2 separate regions of the Mus musculus genome follow, and region 2 is linked to region 1. Evidence: chromatin contacts called from public Hi-C data. All regions are on one chromosome and are shown on one strand. The core of a region is the stretch at or near the end of the contact, and the rest is flanking DNA. Distances in the headings are between cores, read along the strand shown. Region 1 has its middle 240 kb from the start of Gm23605. Region 2 overlaps Kctd8 (potassium channel tetramerisation domain containing 8).

Region 1 (2,516 bases), core at 12-2,511:
CAAAGAAAGATCACGCCACTAATTATATACACATAAAATTGATAGCTCTATTGCTCTATTTACTTTATCCATATAAAATGGGGACAACTATGAAATTTATTTACAAAACTATAAATCATACAGGGTTTAATGGTACTGAAGTGTTAATTTTGCAAAATAAAAGCAAGATTGGAGTTTCATGATGCTTTTTAACAATTTTCATATAGGAAACAAATAGACAAACAAAAACTGACTCTAGTAGGCTGCTCCATAGAGCAGCTAACCATTCCTAAAATATTTAATTAATTGAAATATTAAAAAAAACAACAACATGTAGCTGTTATAATTCAGAGAGAATGAAAGACAGAAAGACAAGACAGAAAGAAAACTTCCCTATATTAAGAGCACTTCTCTTCCTGGATACTTTAAAACTAGACTTTTATTGCTTGAGCACACCAATTCACTACTTTTGAGACATCAATATGCAACAGAAACTTGTGAAAATATTGCTGTCACAAAGATTTACTGTGATGTTTTATCATGATTATCCAGCCTTTGAAGAACACACACACACACACACACACACACACACACACAGAGAGAGAGAGAGAGAGAGAGAGAGAGAGAGAGAGAAAGAGAGAGAGAGAGAGAGAGAGAGAGAGAGAGAAGACAATCAATGTGATTAATGTTTTACAACCACAGGTTGCATTGTCATTAGTTTTAGATATTTTTGTTCTAAAATGGTGGTATTGTGAAGATATAAATAGTTTATGGTGATTGTTGATGTGTAAGAAATCTACCCCTAAAGTATTAAATTACTGTTGTAGAAACAGACCTGTATCCCCTTCCCTTTCTATGCCTTTTTGCAAGATTGAGTTACTTATTTTTAATATATTTTTATTAGATATTTTCTTCATTTACATGTCAAATACTATCCCCTTTCCTAGTTTCCTCTCTGAAAATCCCCTATACCCTCCCCCTTCCCCCTGCTTCTTAACCCACGCACTCCCATTCCTGGTCCTGGCATTACCCTATACTGGGGCAAAACCAAGGGCTTCTCCTCCCACTGATGGCCAGCTAGGCCATCCTCTGTAACATAAAGTTCAGATTCCCCCAGTCCTGTGGGGATGATTTCACAACACATGTGCCAGCATCACACCCCTATGTGACACTTTCTATTGAGGTTCAATCTGGGTTTTATCTGCTTGAGTTGCTGGTCTCAGGCCCGAAACAGACTGGTGCTTCCTGGAACTTGTCCATGTGCTTGGGTACAGTTGCCAGCTCTATTATTAGAAATTAGTCAGTGCATACCTGGTGCTTTACTAAGCAGTAGGGAGACTTAGTTATTGCAATGTGGTTGCTATTCTTTCTTTCTCTCTTGCATACCTTATTTTGCATTTGTGCATTGTCATAACCCTTTTCACTGTTGCCTGAAATGTATTTTTTTAAAATCTGAACTAAAACAACAAAACAAAACAAAACAAAACAAAACAAAACAAAACAAAACCATCCACACTTGTTCTTTTACTGTGTTGCACATCAATTCATTCTCTAGAAAAAGATGCATTGCCTGCTGGTATGAAGCACTGAAGATACATACAAAATTAACCGTGACTTCTACACTTAAAAAATATACAATACAGTAGGCATTTGTGGAGGATAAATAGAAATCTGAAAATTAAAATGTCTTACGGTAGAGATCATGGAAGATGAAGCTGTTTTAATTTGTAACAGAAGAGGAAAATACAGTTGCTGCATAAAGAAGTCAGAGTGGCATGTGACAAACTGGAGAAACTGAGCAGGTCTGCTGGCTTGTATGTGATACAAGAAGAATACAGTCATCACAGAAATTATGAGTGCCTTGGGAAGAGATTTTCCTAGTTACACTTCTATAAGTGTTTAAGGACCCACACTAGACAGTGCTGTGCTCTAGGTAACACTAGAGATGTTTCTAACTCCATAAAGCAGAAGTGTGTGGAACAATTATTAATTTCTCATGACCAGAATGGTCTAGTGTATGGCGAGGTACCTTAGAGAACATTAAGCAGATGCAGATAAATACAGGAAGCCAGGACTTCACAGGGAGAATCTGAGATGTGAAAAGTCCACAGAGGAAATACTCTTCTCATTCTAGTAACATCTGCCTTCTACCTATAGGGCACATCTGGGAAGCAGAGGGAAACCGGAATGCAGGAAGGGTCATGCTGCACGGAGCGGGGTGGAGGGTAGAAATGGGATCGAGAGAGGCACTAAAAGAAAGATGGCAAGGTAAGGTGAATTGAGTAAGTGGGAAATGAAATGCTCTTACTGTTAAATACAGTTTTATTTTTAGGCAAGGGAAAGCAAGGCGTGATCATGAATTCAAAGAAGAAAGTTAAGACAGAAGCACTAAGGAGCAACATCCTATGAATAACTGGCTTGTTCTCAAAAGTATCAAAACCACCAAAAATCAAGAACAAGCTGAAGCCGTCCCTGCTCCCAAGGATACTAGAGAAATATGGAAAATCCATATGGCATGATCCTGACTAACTGTCTGT
Region 2 (2,516 bases), core at 6-2,505, 1.0 Mb after region 1:
TTAGGATCCAGGAATGAGTAGAAAAACAGCTAGGTAGCTGAAGTCTAAATGTCTTGACTCTGGAAAGATGAGGTTCTACATGTAACTAGTTATCTGAGGATTAAATGAGAAATATAAGCAAATAAGACTTTGTCTTTTGTTCTGTCTTTACTCTAGGTAATTTATTATAAAAAGTTCTTCATTATAAAATTTCACCCAATAGAACATAATAAACCACATTTTTTATAGACCCAATATAACTTTTGATTGAGACAATTTTGTATCACTACAAAAATAACTTAGATAAATCTCATTAGTATTTTCAAAAATGGGACAACCAAACACTGCGCACTATAGAATATGTTAACCACCTATAAAAAGTCTAGCCAGACACTCTAAAATACTGGTGTTTCACATGTTCGAGTATGTCAGAGTAAAATAACATTTTTTTTTCTGATGGCTTTAACATCACCAGGAATGCAAAGTCAAGATAGAGTTGTGATTTGATAACCGTTAAGTCTAAGAGGTGAATCTGTGGAAAGTGCCATAAACTGTTCTATTTTTTTTTTGCTTGTTTTAATTTTAATTTTAATTTGCATAGTATGTTTTTAACAAAGCAGCGGTAACCGTGAAACCTAAGGAGCCTGCAAAAGTGCAGCCTTAGCGGGGACTGTGATGCTCCTTCCCACAAAGGCAACGCCCTGCTGACTTAGCTGGCACCTTCCCCTAAGCCATTACATTAAAAACTGACTCGCAGAGGGCATAAAGGAGTCTTCACCTCTAAAAACATCATTAAGATGCTTTTGCTTAATTTGCTCTCAAAACCGTCCAGGGGTGCTCCAAGAGTTTACAGGAATTAATTTTTAGCAAAAGAAAGTGCAAGTCTGGCTATGAAAAGCACGGGGCTTTTTAGCCCTTAAAGCAATTCAAAAGCCTCTGACCTACAAACATGTGAAGTGAGCTGTGAAATTTCTGTGGCTCTAAAGAGGCCATGATGCCCAACGTGCCTCAGAGGTGACTGCTGAAGAGGACAGCTAACAGGAAAGAATTTCCCTAAAGAAAGCTAAAGGAATCACAGAGAGCAATAGACAAGGCGGGTACTCAGAGTAAGCATCAAGCACTATGACCCCGGGTTTAACAAGAAATTCACTGTCTCGCAGGAAGGGACATTTGTCCTGCCTGTGTAGCAGCATTTACTGTGTAGATCTGTGGCTGCTGAGTTTTCCATTTGCCCATTCTCAGAACAAAAGCTGTCACTAAAGTCAATGGGACTCTATTTGACAATGCTTACTGAATACATTGGAGACATGTGACATGTTAGCAGAAGTCACCGATGATCACTCTACAGGGAACCTCACATGATAGCACGCTGAACTTGGCAGGAAGATAAAGGCAAGCAGATGAAACTTGAGGCAAGTAATTGCATAAACGGTTCAGTTTGTGGTTGAAAGCAGGAACATGTTAATGGTGGTACTAATGCAGCTGTTGGGTTTTTATTATATTTATTTATGTATTTTTATTTATTTGTGTTATTTTATGAATGTGATAGTTTGGTTGACAATGCCCCCACCCCCTCAGGCTCTGGCAATTTAATATTTGGTCCTCAGAAGACACTATTGGAGATCACTTAGAAATCCTAGCCTTGGTGGAGGAAGTACTTCACTAGAAGTGGACTTTGAGAGTTTAAAGACTCGCTATTTCAAGTTTGCTCTCTCTGCTTCTGATTTGCAGTCAAAGGTATGAGTTCTGAGCTGTTTCCTGAAGCTATGCCCGGCACTTGCTGCCATAAGCTTCTCTGAAATGGTGAGAGACTCATCTCTCTGAAACCACAAGCGCCATATAACAACCCCCTCCATTCTATAAGTTGCCTTGGTTGTTGTATTTTGTCACAGCAATATAAAAGTAACTAACACAATGAATTCCTTAGTGTTGAGGTTAAGGGGAGCTGCATACACATGAGCATGTACATACCAAGGCATACTTAATGTAAGAGGAAACGCAGGTAGAATCAGTTTCCTGCTTCCACCACTTGGATTCCAGAGATGGAGGTCAGATCATCAGAGGATTGACAGCAAGTGTTCTTATCTCCTGAGCCATCTTGGTGGCTCTCAATTGAAACTGTTTTATAGAACAAAGTAGCCAAAAAGATAGATGGCTAGATCCTTGCAAAAAATTTTTGCCATATGCTAATTTACAGAGATCGTGAATCAAAACCTAATATCCATCCATTATGAGGAATTGAAAACATAAATATTAAATTCATAAAGAAACATTGCCTGTATTTGCAATGATTTTGAAGTTGAGTTTTTGAGCTGGGTGAAGATGGGAAGTAGGCTTAAGGGGATACACACACACGCACACACACACCAATGCTTTTATGCAGACTTTTGCATTTTTCACACAGCTCCCTGGCAACATTTAGACAAATGACATCCTTGCACAGCCTGAAGCCCAGCAATTCCCATCAGAGACATATAGTCAGAGGATCCCATATGACCCGATGAAGGCATCATGAAGCAGACCAATTACAGATGATG

The links. Hi-C and Micro-C count contacts between places; a contact is called where the count stands out from the background.
Region 2: a Hi-C map of cerebellar granule neurons shows a contact between it and region 1, with 2.1 times the contacts expected there. The contact joins two enhancer-like sites. A contact is called at or near these places in 3 of 39 promoter capture datasets (the C10 cell line, liver and pre-B cells) and 1 of 484 Hi-C or Micro-C datasets (cerebellar granule neurons).

The regions. Positions count from the first base shown.
Region 1 is chr5:68,326,145-68,328,660 of GRCm38.p6, forward strand. No RefSeq gene overlaps it. Among named protein-coding and RNA genes, the nearest start is that of Gm23605, 240 kb to the right of the region's middle. Within about 2 kb of position 1,262, at least 19 of the 459 cell types and tissues checked have an H3K27ac peak or open chromatin away from gene starts, as enhancers often do. A contact at or near this core is called in cerebellar granule neurons, where this site is marked.
Region 2 is chr5:69,324,081-69,326,596 of GRCm38.p6, forward strand. All of the region lies in intron 1 of Kctd8 (potassium channel tetramerisation domain containing 8), which reads right to left. Among named protein-coding and RNA genes, the nearest start is that of Kctd8, 16 kb to the right of the region's middle. Within about 2 kb of position 1,256, at least 8 of the 459 cell types and tissues checked have an H3K27ac peak or open chromatin away from gene starts, as enhancers often do. A contact at or near this core is called in cerebellar granule neurons, where this site is marked.